Linked DNA regions of Mus musculus: regions 1 and 2 are each linked to region 3. A link is a contact called in public ChIA-PET data. All regions are on one chromosome and are shown on one strand. Each heading gives the region's core, a stretch centred on a gene start, on an enhancer-like site or on the middle of the called end of the contact. The rest is flanking DNA. Distances are from core to core; before and after follow the strand shown.

Region 1 (4,694 bases), core at 216-2,715, 130 kb after region 3:
CTCCCACGCTCCATCTAATCTATTTCTGAGACAGGGTCTCTTACTGACCTGGAGCTTGCCAAGTATGCCGGGAGCCAGGAAGCCCCAGGGATCCACCGGTTTCTGTCTCCCTAAAGCTGGGATTACAAGTGGGTACACCACAATGCCTGACTGAAGGATGATTGTAAAAAAAAAAATGTATAATTATGATAATCTATATGAAGTAACTGGACAGCTCACAATTTCTCATATGCCCATGATCCATACTTTCCCATTTGTTAGAGAAAATCGGTAGGATGTAGAAGAAATTCAAGAAACACCAGGTGAATTTTAACTGGAAGAAAGACCTGGCCAGGAGCTAGACCCAGGATGCCCTACTGTACAGTGACTGAGACTCCGTACTCTGGAGTAACAAGCCTCAATCCTAACTAGATTCCTGTTCAATGTGCTGACCTGAATAAATGTGCTACCTGCCTGGGCCCTACACCCAGTCCATCAACTTCCTGAAGCCCACGGATCATTCCGTATTTTCTCCTTATCTTTCGATGGGATTTTCAAAGTTAGCTTCCAATTAGTCACCTGGGATGTTTTACACACTGCTAAAGTCCTAGGCCAATGAAATCAATCCCTGCAGACAAAACCAGTCTTTGTATTGCTAAAAAGCTATGGAAAACTCCAATGACAAAGGCTGAAAACACTTAAGTAGGACCTGCTACTTTGTTTTTTCCCCCTTCCCACTACATCTCTGCAATGCCACCACCTCTTCCTCATCACTCCCAACTTAGATTGGAGACAGACTACTCATGCCTCACTTATCCTATCAGCTCAGGCTGGTGATGGATCGGCATATAATAGCACTTGCTGCCAAACCAGATAAACTGAGTTCAACCTACCACGACCCACGTGGTGCAAGGAGAGAAACAACTCCCTCAAGTCGTCCTGTGACCTTCAAGTGTGCGCAGAAGTACAGGTGCGCTTGCTATATAATCACTAAGTAAATGTAAACATATAGATTTGCCTGGCGTGACAACACGAGCCTTTTAATTCCAGTACTGTGAGTTCGAGGGCAGCCTTCAGCCAACCCTGACCAGGGAAATCCAAATTCCGCTCACACCGAAGGACACTTTGCTAGGATGAACATTTCAACAATTGGCTCTTGGCGTGTCCGGGCTCCGCAGGAATGAAAGGCATGCGAGGAACGGCGAGGGCGAACAGGTGCCAGGCATGGGACTGGTCGGGGAACTAGGGGGCCTCCGACTCACCTCCTGGTGGGCACTGGGTCCTGCCTGGCGATACACCGCGGAGCCGTAGGCGAAGGCCAAACTCAGGTCCTCCGGGAAGTGAGCCAGGATCCTGCGCAGGCCCACGCCCGAGCTGTGCAGCGCCTGCAGCGCCATGGGCGGGCTGGCCCGCCGGTGGGACAGACGGTGCTGTGCCGACCCTGTGCTCGCAATTCCCGGTCGTGCGGACCGCGCTTCCGCCCGGTCCCGCCCCTCCACGCACGCGCGCTTCAGAGCGGGCAGCTGGCAACCTGCGGGGAGGCCGAGGCTCCGTAGCGCCCTCTAGCCGGCGGAGGAGCACATTACATGTCTATCCTGTGACAACCTGCTATAGAGCCTAGCAAATCCTTTGTAGCACTAAAACTACGAATGGTTATTAAACCATTTAATTAATTAAATCATCCTTATATTGATTTTCTTTTTGCTTTTTGTTTTTTTTTTTGAGATAGGGTTTCTCTGTGTATCCCTGTCTGTCCTGGACTAACTCTGTAGACCAGGCTGGCCTCAAAGCATTCAGACAGGGTTTCACTGTGCAACAGCCCTGGAATTTGCTATATAGACAAAGCTGGCCTCGAACTCACAGCCATCCACCTGCCTCTGTCTCCAAAGGGCTAAGATGAAAGCATGAACTACCTCATTCACAACCTTGTGGAGCTATCACCTCTAGTGCCAAGTTGTAGGAGCATTTGAAGATTTAGAAAAACAAAAGAAATGTAAAACATGCCGGCCCAGGGGATTGTGATTGCTAGAAACTGACTGTGGTTTCTTCATGTTAAAGGTCTTTTTCAAGTCTGATAATAAATAAATGTTCCATAAAAGGAAACATATTGTATAAATATTCCCTCACATTTGCATTCAATTTTAGAGTCAGAGAAGTCTTCTTGCCCCTTCAGGGATGGTGTCTTAGTCAGGGTTTCTATTCCTGCACAAACATCATGACCAAGAAGCAAGTTGGGGAGGAAAGGGTTTATTCAGCTTACATTTCCACATTGCTGCTCATCACCAAGGAAGTCAGGACTGGAGCTCAAGCAGGTCAGAAAGCAGGAGCTGATGCAGAGGCCATGGAGGGATGTTCTTTACTGGCTTGCTTCCCCTGGCTTGCTCAGTTTGCTCTCTTATAGAATACAAGACTACCAGCCCAGAGATGGTCTGACCAATAAGGGGCCTTTCCCCCTTGATCACTAATTGAGAAAATGCCTTACAGTTGGATCTCATGGAGGCATTTCCTCAACTGAAGCTCCTTTCTCTGTGATAACTCCAGCTGTGTCAAGTTGACACAAAACTAGCCAGTACAATTGACCCCTTGTCAACCTGATACACAAACACATCACTAGTAAGCCTCAACCCTTACATTCTTATTCATCCCCAAGATCTAAATAACTTTAAAAGTCCCACAGTCTTTACATATTCTTTTTTTTGGGGGGGGGCTTGTTTAAACACTTTATTCAGAGGCTTGGGGAAAGATGGTAGAACACGCTGTCTGCTGTCCTGCGCGGGGCAGACCTTAGAGCAGTCCCGGTCGCTAAGAGCGTCTTTACATATTCTTAAAATTTCAATCTCTTTAAAATATCCATCTCTTTTAAAATCCAAACTCTTTTTACAATTAAAAGTTTCTTAACTGTGGGATCCACTAAAATACTTCCTTCCTTCAAGAGGGAAAAATATCAGGGCACAGTCACAATCAAAAGCAAAAATTATCCAATGTCTGGGATCCAACTCACAATCTTCTGGGCTCCTCCAAGGGCTTGAGTCCTTCTTCAGCCCTGTCCTTTGTAGCACACAGCTTGTCTTCTAGGCTCCAGATGTCTGTACTCCACTGCTGCTACTGTTCTTGGTGGTCATTCATGGTACTGGCATCTCCAAAATGCTGCTGTCTTCTGCTGTAACTAGGCTTCACCAATAGCCTCTCATGGCTCTCTTCATGGTGCTAAGCTTCAACTCCTTTGCATGACCCCTTCAGTCCTGGGACATTAATTGCTACTGAGACTGCACCTTCACCAATGGCCTCTCACAGTGCCAAGCCTCAGCTGCTCTTTATGACCACTTCATGCCTTCAAAACCAGTACTACCTGGGTAACTCTTACACATTACCAAGTCCTGATGCAGCAAGAGGTACAACTTTGGCTATCTCTGGAACACAGCTTCTTTGGGCTTTCAGAAAACACTTCCCAGAAGATATCATCTCAATGATGCTGGTCCCTCTTAATCACTGCTAATTTCTTAGCTCCAGCTAACCAGCACCAATAGTCCCAGTAATGCCAAGTTTTCTTTCACCTTAATAGTTCTGGTATCTTGTTAATCACAGCTGATTCTTCAGCCCCAGCTAACCAGAACCACAGAATTGTCACAATCCAAAATAGCAATGGCCCTGAAAAGAGTCTTTAATTTTCCCTCTGAAATTTCACAAGCCAGACCTCCATTTTCTGCATTATTCTCAACATTATCTCCCAAGCTCCTACACAACATCTCACAGAGCTCTTAACACCGAATGGATCTTCTGTCCCAAAGTTCCAAAGTCCTTCCACAGTCCTCCCCAAAACATGGTCAAGTTGTCACAGGAAGACCCCACTTCTGGTACCAATTTGTCTTAGTCAGGGTTTCTATTCCTGCACAAACATCATGACCAAGAAGCAAGTTGGGGAGGAAAGGGTTTATTCAGCTTACATTTCCACATTGCTGCTCATCACCAAGGAAGTCAGGACTGGAGCTCAAGCAGGTCAGAAAGCAGGAGCTGATGCAGAGGCCATGGAGGGATGTTCTTTACTGGCTTGCTTCCCCTGGCTTGCTAGCCTGCTCTCTTATAGAATCCAAGACTGCCAGCCCAGAGATGGTCCCACCCACAAGGGCCCTCCCACCCTTGATCACTAATTGAGAAAATGCCTTACAGCTGGATCTCATGGAGGCATTTCCTCAACTGAAGCTCCTTTCTCTGTGATAACTCCAGCCTGTGTCAAGTTGACACAAAACTAGCCAGTACAGATGGTATCACAAGGGCCTTTAATTCCCATGCCTTTTCTGGAGAAAATGGGATCCTGAGGTAGAAGATATCATAGAGTTCTTTACACAGTGAGAGAAACCTGCTCAAGATGGCAGGAGCCTTCAGGAGATGGCTGAGCTCCAGACTCTTTCAAGCTGTGCTTTCTTCTCTAAGGTGCACTGCCTCTCAAACATCAACACCGCCACCTGCAGTCCCAGCTCCTCGTGGGGCTAAGGCAGGAGGGTGGCGAGTTCTAGGCAAGCTTTAGCAAGTTTGAGGTTGGACTGGGATACTCTGAAAGTTCCTGCTCTAAAACAGCAGCAGCAGCAACAACAAACTGTTTGGGCTGGGTGGTGTGCCTCAGTGGTTAGGGCTGGGTGCTGTGCCTCAGTAGTTAGGGCTGGGTGGTGTGGTTCAGTGCTAGGGAGATTGCCTAGCACACACAAAGACCTGGGTTC
Region 2 (4,699 bases), core at 799-3,298, 250 kb before region 3:
TGGGCTTTGCCTTACTGTACGTCATCTGCACATTGGCCTGGAGTAGAGACGAGAATGTGGATTTCATGTGAGAGTTTGTCAAGGGTCTTCTGTACTCCAGGTACTGTGCTCAGCTGAGGGAAGGTGAATGAAACAATTTTAATTTTAAAAAGTACTTATTAGATTTAATTCCTTAACATTAAAAAATTAAAACATGGCCGGGTGTGGTGGCGCACGCCTTTAATCCCAGCACTTAGGAGGCAGGGACAGGAGAATTTCTGAGTTCGAGGCCAGCCTGGTCTACAGAGTGAGTTCCAGGACAGCCAGGGCTACACAGAGAAACCCTGTCTTGAAAAAAAAAAAAAAAAGAAAGAAAGAAAATTAAAACATGACAGGTAAAAGATCCAGTTTTTAGGGCTGGAGAGATGGTTCAGAGGTTACAAGCTCTAGATGTTCTTGCAGAGAACCCAGGTGTGGTACCTTATAGCTGTCTATAACCCCAGTTCTAGGCGATGCCCTCCTCTTGGCTTCCTGAACACCTGTACACTGTATACTCACAGCAAACACACATGTGTATAAATAAAAACTAAAAAAAACTCTTAGATTCAGTTTTAAGTAATTTTTCAGTCTTTAAAATCAACAGTATTTAAAATCTTTTGTTGGGGGTAATATTTGTATTAGATTTCTACAACATCCTTTATATAGTATATTAGTTAGGGTTCTCTAGAACAGTTCTCTCTCAACCTGTGGGTTGTGACCACTTTGGCAAGCCTCTATCTCCAGAAATATTTACATTATGATTCATAACAGTAGCAAAATTACAGCTATGAAGAATCAACAAAATTAATTTTATGGTTGGGGGTCATCACTACATGAGGAACTGTATTAAAGTGTCACAGCATTAGGAAGGTTGAGACGCGCTGCTCTAGAGGATCAGAACTGATAGGATGAATCTATCGTATATGTACAATTGACAGTGGGTTAGACTATGGGCCAGCTAGTCCAACAATGGCTGTCTACCAATGGAAAGTCTAAGAATTCAATAGTTCAGTCCATGATGTTTCAATTGTATATATTTCTTCAGTATTCTCTGGAATCCCAAAGAAGTAGGCTGTAAGGCCAGTGAAGAGTAGACTGGCCAGTGAGAGCCAGGGCAAGCAGGCAGAGAGCAAGGGCTTCCTCCTTCCATGTCCACTATATAGGCAGCCACCGAAGGTGTGGCCTAGATTTAGGGTGGATCTTCCTATTTTAATGATTTAATTAAGAGAAATCAGTCACAGGTGTACCTACCCAGCTGCTTGGGTTTTAGTTAATTCAAGTTGACAACCAAGAACAGCCCCAACAGTTTCCATCTTTAAAAATATGTACACAATTCTCCTCATATCTGACACAATTGCCAAAGCCTTTTTTTCTTCTCCTATCAGTGGAGCACAGGGCCAGGAGGTGCTGACGTAATCAGCAGGGATAGCTCTGACAGTGCTGGGTAACTCCTGCCCTGCCAAACCATCCTCAAGCCTGTCCATACAGACAGTCAGTTTGGACAGAAAGAAACCTGCTCTCAATTTCCTTATTTCTGTATTGCTGTTACAGATACATAATACCAAGTTAGAAAGATTCAGAGATGATACAGTGTCTCTGTTAGTAGCTGACCCCTGACCCCTGGCCTTCCACTTCTTACTCTCCAGCCTCCTGCCCCCTGCTTTCTGCTCACCACCCCTGCCACCTACCCCCACCCTCAACTTCCTCCTTATCCTTCTGCATCCTGCTTACAGTTCTCCTCCTGCCCAGGCCCCCACCTCTAGTCCCTGGCCCCTGCTTCCTACTCCCTGTCCCTTTTCCCTTGACTCCCGATCCCCCACCTCTTGTCCTCCACTTACTGCCTCCTTTTCCTGTCTCCTACCTCCTACCCCCTGTGCCTTAGCCTTCCCCGCCCCGCTCCTTATTCCCATCTCACCTCCCCAGTTTCTTTCTCTTGGTAAGTTAGGTCATAAGCTTTGGATAAGTGTCATGCTGTGACATCTGTGCTCCCACATGTAAGTCACTGGGTGTGGCTCTGTTGATAGATTAGCACCAGGACTCTGTGGCAGATGAAGCCCTGGGAGGTTGTTGCCCAACCATGCTGTCATTTCCTTTCATCTTAGCTGTGGTTTGGCTGCTGGGATTCTTTTCTGTTACATGCCAAGCCCTCATCAAAGCCTGTCTTCTTTCACTAGAAGCAACACAGTCCCATCGGGAGACTTGGGTTTGACCCACACTCAGCATCAGGCCCTTGTCTGATCACAGTGCCCAGGTATAGGTGTGTTCAGCTTCTAAGATGACAAGAGGCTGAGGTCTCTCCTGCTCTACTCAGAGCTGCAGAGCCTAGCTCTTCAGGAGGAATGAGAGCCAGGGAGAGGCAAGACTGACTCCACCCCTGGGTGCACTTGTTCCTCCTCTAGGTCCCCTGCTCTTCCCATCCATCTTATGCATGGTTAGATTTCATGCTGTTAGATTCCTCAGAAGTCTAGCCTGTCCTAGATGCTTATAGCAAATTCCTTTGTTGGGTTACTGTGGGTGTTCCACCCTCCTGTCACAAAGTGAAACCCGGCCACACCCTCTGTGAAGTCAATAGGATCTTCTATTCTGACCAGATTTTCTCAAAGCCGCATAAGCCATAAAAAGTTTGAACCACGTGCTTTTTATGCTCTTTTAGCATGCCTCTTATTGCCTTTGGGGTTTGTTTGTTTTCCCTAGTACTTCCCTAGCTTTACAGAGGTGTAAACGACATTCTAAGTGGTCACTCATGGTGACCTTCCCAGCCCTTAAAGCTATAGAGGCTTTTTTGTTTGTTTTTAAATTTGTGGGATCCACCTCAGCAGGTCACCAGAGAACAGTCAGGGGAAAGTGAGTTGGGCCTGATCTTGGGGAGGGAGCTATGGACATCTGATTCTGCAGGCCTGAGTGCAGGCCTTTGCACTGCTGTGGCTCCTCGGCCTGTCTCCCCTTACATTAAGTGTTTAGCTTATATTGGAAGGAGATCAGTAGCAAATGAGTATCCAAACACAGGTTGTTGGTTAGCTTAAGAGAGGAAAGAATAAAGATTCTGAAAAGGTCTTTTCACACAGATCCTACTGTAGATGGTATGGCAGTTGTCATTGGATGGCTGCATACAATGTATAGCGTATGCTTGATGTGTATAGAAAGATGCTTAATGCTTGGAAGAATGAGCATCAAGGGAGAACACTTCCCATTGGCCAATTATGAGGTTTTGTAAAGGGATCTGGGAAGATCACTTAGCAAAGGGCATGAAGACCAGAGTTTGCACTCCAGAACCCATGTGAAAATACTGGACACCACCCAGCAAGGTGGCTCAGCAGTGGGAAGGTGCTTGCCACCAAGCCCAACGACCTCATTCATTCAGTCCCAGAACCTACAAGGTAGAAGGAAAGAACCAATTCCCACAAATTGTCCTCTGACCTCCTTGTGCATGGCATGATACACTTTCACACCCCATCTGCCTAGTAAAAAATAATGTAAAAATAAATGCTGGGCTTAGTGCTGGGTCGCAAAGACGAGAAGAGGCCTGGGGCTCACTAGTCAGCCATTCTAGCCTGTGAGTTCCAGGGCAACGAGGTGGGTGTTGCTCCTGATAAAGGTCTCTAAGAGATAGAAGGGAGTTGTCCCAGCAAAGAGGGGAAAGATTTCTTAAGAATACAGGGAATGGCAGCCATGGCCATCAGCCCCACGGTAGCACCAGGTATCCATCGGCATAACCTGGGCTGCTGGTCAGGCTTCCTGACTCCTGGACACCAACCTTGTTTTTTGTCCCCTGCATAGGAAGATACATGGGACCCAGGCAACTCAATTTTTAAAAAAAGATTTATTTTTCTCTGTGTGTCAGTGTGCTAGTTTGTATGCAAGCATAGTGCCCTTGTGGGACCAGAAGAAGGCATCAGATCTTGTGGAGAGCTGGAGTTACAGACCGTTGTGAGCTGCCATGTGGGTGCTGAGAACTCTAGTCCTGGAAGAGCAATATGTGCTTTTAACCACTGAGCCATCTCTGCAGCCTCACACACCTCATTTTCCCGAATCTCTCATTAGGGTGGTGCACACCTATAATCCCAGCACTCTTGAGGCTGAGGCAAGAGAATCAAAAGTCTGTGGACAACCTGGGCTATGTAATGAGACCCTGAGTGAAGCATTGCCCAATGTATGATGCTAGTCTTTGTAATCAGTGAGGCTCACCAGTTCTATAGGAAAAGGATTCATTATTTTCATCCTTTCTGCTGTGTTCTACTGATTTTTCTCAACTTCCTAGGCCTGTTGAGATTATTCCATCCAGTCACGCTGGGGCTCTTGTGCCCAAGTGTACTTTGAAGTGGGCAGAACATGAAGTGGCCTGTAGAAAGTAGTTCTCCCTAAGGCTTTCATCAGCAAAGTAACCTAGCCCCAGCCATGGGGCCACAGGCAGCTCTTGTGGTGTCCTTTGTCCTTGCTCTTCTCTAAGGGCTAACCAAGGCTCCTCCTTCCTCTGTCCTCCTTGGTGGGATTAAAGGCATGTGCCACCACAGCCAGGCCCCTTTTCAAAGTATAATTATCAATCAGGGTATATTGCACTTTGTAATGGACTGTACTGGGCCATCTCAATACAAGTGGGTGTTGTGCTTTGGTATTCATTGTACCTCTTTTACCGCCTCTTCTCTTTCCTTTGTAGTCTTCTTTCTTGAATTGAAATTCCAGC
Region 3 (4,160 bases), core at 1,053-3,552:
CAAAGACCTCCAAGGAATGAGACCCTCTTTACCTCTTTACAAGGCATATGCATCTAAGGTTTTGCATAAAGTCATTATCCTCTTGCCCTGTTTCTTGAGAGACTGGCCCACACAGTCCATTGCTAAATTCCCACCACCTAAGAAATGGGTGGTAAAACTCTAGAAAATAAATTATAGAGATGCTCCCCATAGACGTTCCCACACCTCAGCAACTCAGACACCTTCCTGGCAATGTCTCGCCCCAGTGTCACTGACTGCAGAGGCTGCCTGTGCTCCTCCAGCTCTTCTTTAAAGCCTCCCTGACAGAGCTTATTGAAACATCTCCCTTGCTACAATGTTCCTAAATTGGTGGGAATTAGACTAATGAAGAAATAAAGCAAAAGTGAAATGTTTCTATTTGGGATGCTCTAGCTGTATGAGCATCTGGTAAATTAAATGGATGAGTGGTTTCCAGCCACGGCTCTGCTATGTCCTAATGAGTTCTCTGGGTCTCTGGTCTCTTTATACTATTAACCTCAAGGGTCTAGCAGGTGGTTCAACTCACTTCAATCATGCTTTCTAGGCACTGTGGCAGCAATCCCCAGCACCCTCCATCACAGACCCCATCCTCTGAGATACAGAAGCAACAGTGGGCTGCACCTGAGGACTCTTGTGTTCTCCCTTGTTTCCCACTGGAACTGTCATCTTAGAACAACCCACTATACTCACACTCGTGTATTTCAGCAGATAACCTCAGATAGCAAACACGGCAACCTTTCTGCTCTATGCAGATCCACTGGTATGGATCTTAACAGTGGCTGAATGCAGAGAGAGTGACCTTGCACATATCCAATCCCACTGGCTCCATACACCCCACATGGGTGCATTCTCTCACAAAAATGCCATAGCACTGTCAACATGTTGGGGTGGGGAGATGTCTGTGACTTCCAGTCAGTCAGTGTCTTGGAATCCACAGAAACAGGAGAGATGGGCACAGGGATAGAGGGAAGCTTTAACTGCAGAGATTAGCTTCGGTACACTCAGAGGGAAGCAGGGCATTCTTCCGGCTAACCTCCTAATGATGTTTAAGCATCCACAGAGCTGCTGCCACCCTCCTCAGAGTGAGTGCCCTGAAGATTCACCTCTGGAAGCTCCTCCTTCCATGACGTGATACTTACAGACTGTGGCTATGAAGTGAGTGATAAGACACAGCAAATGCTGTGATTCGGGTAAGTGCCTCAAAGGCCATGTGGTCAAGGCTGGATCCCCAGTCTGTGAGTGGGAGGAAGTTAGGTTGTTGGGCCTTGAAGGGGGTGTGGCTTCTTAGCCGCCATGTGCACCCAATACAACATGCTGCCTCACCACTGGCCCAGTGCAACAGGACCAAGTGACCAGGATTGAAACCCAAAGTAGACCTTTTCCTTAGTAAGCGTGTTCTCTCAGATGCTTTATCACGGCTGAGAAGCTAACACATCTAGACAGGTGCGTCTCTCTGGAATCCCAACATGCCAAGGGCTTTACCTTCTGACCCAAAATATTTTTCAAATCTATTGGGGACAGAAGCATCACTTGTGATAGCAATGTGTGACCACATGTGTTAGAAAATTCACCATGGTAGTGCATCTCACTTATATCTGGAGATCCACAACCTAGCTTCACGACAACTGAAACACAACTATAAAGTGTCTGGTGCTATTGTTCACGGCTTTGGGTTAGATGATGCCTGCTTCTGAGATTTTTAGAAATGTTTTATCTCCACCTTGAATTATACAAAACATCAGGGAACTAAAAGCGTCATCTAGACACCAATAACAAACCACACTGGTACTGCCCCTGGGACCATGACATTTTCCTATGTCAGCTGTTGTCACTGCTGCTGTAATGATAGCTGAACCCAGAACATGACTAATGCAGGGAAATTCTTCTCAACCCAAAGAAAGAAAGAAATCATACAAAAATAAATGAATCATATTACCCACCCACCCCCATGCCACCCCCACCACTACCACCAGTCAAAACAAAATGCCCACCTACATGGGTGGACACATATGCAACCCCTGGTCATATCCCTAAAGGTTCTGTTGTTCTCCTCCTGCTGTATTGTTACTTGTCTGTTGCTGTGATAAAGCCCCTTGACCAAGGCCATTTGCAGAAGAAACAGTTTATTTGGGCTAAGGTTCTAGAGGGTCCATCACAGCATGGAGGCAGGAAACAGAGAGACCACATCTGTAAACACAAATGCAAGCAGAACTCGGGGAGGAGAAAACAGCTAGTGGGGTGAAACTTTTCATCTTGAAGCCTGTGCCCAGAGAGTGACATATTTCCTCCTGCTAGGCTGTGCTACCTAAACCTCCCCAAAGAACACCACCCGCTGGGCACCAAGTGTTCAAGCCATCACAGAGATCTAGCACAGATGGGGTTTTCAGAGCCTTTAAAACACTAACAGGCATTTTAGGGTGCCATTTACTCCCTGTTCTCTAAGCATCACCGTGGGATCTCTTCCGCCAGGGCTTTCTGCATCCATCCAGCAGAAAGCCACTCACACAGATACATATGAGGGAATCATCAAGCCTGTGAAGAGAGGTGAGGAGCAGCAGCCAGTGCTCCGAGCAGCTGACTGTTTTACACAACATTTGGGTGAATGAGCCAAGCCAAACAAGATAAAGATAAGGCCAAAGACATCAGGGGTCCCAGGGTGACACCCCAGATACGTCTGCCCTGTAGCCAGAGGGAGCACTCTCTAACCTCACTCTCCTGCACACTTGCTTATGACCCGACTTGCACATAGCACTGCACATGTGCTCCTGGCAAAGAGAACACACAAACGTATAGATTCATATCAATGTGTCCTCCTCCTAGACCACCACCTTGCCCTCTCTGCCCAGTCTTTGCTCTCACTGACCTGCCTTCAAGAAACTTAGACTTTAAGATGCTGTGATGGAGAGAAAGAGGCTTTAGCTCTGAAAGTGGATCTAATCAAATGATGGTTGCCATTATGTAAACAGTCAACTTTACTGTGATTTGAATTCTCCTTCTTCCAAAGAAAATCATCACTAGCCACAAGCTATTTCAGACTCCACCTGTGCATCGGGCCTCAGACTAATCTAGAAAGAGAAAGCCATTCAGTTTTATAGGAACGCTTCTCCAAGGCTGCCCTGCTCCTGGAGGGCAGAGAGTGCCTCGTCAGAGGAGTGGGTCCAGTGTGTCACCATGAAGCTCAACAGCAGGTGGAACTGACTTTATGACATCCTGTGGCAAAGACGTGTCACACAGCTCTGGGGAACAAATACTGGATGAGACAGGCTTTCCCTACGCATCCCAGGCTGCCCTGGAAGTTCTCATCCTCCTGCTGCCTCAGCCTCAGATGACAGAGTAAGGAACCATACACAGCCTAAAAGACCCTTTATCTCTGACTGATACTCAACTAAGATAAATGTGTATAAACTGTAAAATAATCACTTAAAAACAGAAGGTACAGTCTAGAGATGCTAGGGCCAAGCGCTCATAATGAAAAGCGGGGTCATTTGACTTCCCCAAATGATGACCCTGAACAAAACCCCCAGGTGAGCTTTCTGGTAGTTATCGTGATTCACCAGAACTAAGCAGCTCCACTCAAACCTGGTTAAACCTCCAGGGCTAAACAGCTCCATCCACAACCCACCACCGAATGCCATGAAGTCAGACTCCAGCCATCTCTTGCTTTGAGGTCTCCCAGTTCACAAAACCTTGTTTCTTAGTCACAACAAACTCAAAATTCTAACTTGATGGGCCAGCAAGATGGTTCAGTGGGGAACGGTGATTGGCAATCATGCCTGATTACCCAGGTTCAATAGCCCCCCCCCCAGGCTATAGCATGTGTGCCATACATGCACACAAAATAATTAAAATATAATTACACTTGTAAAAGTAAAATTCTCATATAATATGATGCTGTTTTTAATGAAAAGGAGAGGAAAAAAGTGATAAAGCCTTCCCTTGAGCAGTTACTGACATCTCAGTAAAAGCTCAGGGAAAGAAGGAAAGGCACGCGGGTGGAGAGCCCAGGCCAGGATCCAAGGGAAGCCTGGGATTTGCATTTCATTTTGAAAGCACCAAAATCTTAGAGTGGCATCTTAGAGTAAGCTCTTGAGAGAGGGGCATTACCACCCCTCCCCCACACACCTCAGGCATAATCTTTCTCC

The links. ChIA-PET counts read pairs in DNA pulled down with a chosen protein or histone mark.
Region 1: an RNA polymerase II ChIA-PET map of memory CD8 T cells shows a contact between it and region 3, with 81 read pairs. The contact joins the promoter of Tamm41 here to the enhancer-like site in region 3. A contact is called at or near these places in 9 of 115 datasets of contacts at active chromatin or transcription factors (the 230-238 cell line, embryonic forebrain, embryonic stem cells and 4 more) and 3 of 9 other capture datasets (adipose tissue, embryonic stem cells and liver).
Region 2: a contact with region 3 is called in an RNA polymerase II ChIA-PET map of memory CD8 T cells, with 64 read pairs. The contact joins two enhancer-like sites. A contact is called at or near these places in 2 of 484 Hi-C or Micro-C datasets (the G1E-ER4 cell line and bone marrow-derived macrophages), 4 of 115 datasets of contacts at active chromatin or transcription factors (acute myeloid leukemia, bone marrow-derived macrophages, memory CD8 T cells and 1 more) and 2 of 9 other capture datasets (adipose tissue and liver).

The regions. Positions count from the first base shown.
Region 1 is chr6:115,036,409-115,041,102 of GRCm38.p6, forward strand. It overlaps Tamm41 (TAM41 mitochondrial translocator assembly and maintenance homolog), which reads right to left and starts at 1,466. Exons shown (of 8, transcript NM_026894.1): 1 at 1,242-1,466. The coding sequence starts at 1,376.
Region 2 is chr6:114,658,048-114,662,746 of GRCm38.p6, forward strand. The region is part of intron 1 of Atg7 (autophagy related 7); the gene reads left to right. Among named protein-coding and RNA genes, the nearest start is that of Atg7, 17 kb to the left of the region's middle. Within about 2 kb of position 2,049, at least 144 of the 459 cell types and tissues checked have an H3K27ac peak or open chromatin away from gene starts, as enhancers often do. A contact at or near this core is called in memory CD8 T cells, where this site is marked.
Region 3 is chr6:114,903,194-114,907,353 of GRCm38.p6, forward strand. All of the region lies in intron 1 of Vgll4 (vestigial like family member 4), which reads right to left. Among named protein-coding and RNA genes, the nearest start is that of Vgll4, 17 kb to the right of the region's middle. Within about 2 kb of position 2,303, at least 26 of the 459 cell types and tissues checked have an H3K27ac peak or open chromatin away from gene starts, as enhancers often do. A contact at or near this core is called in memory CD8 T cells, where this site is marked.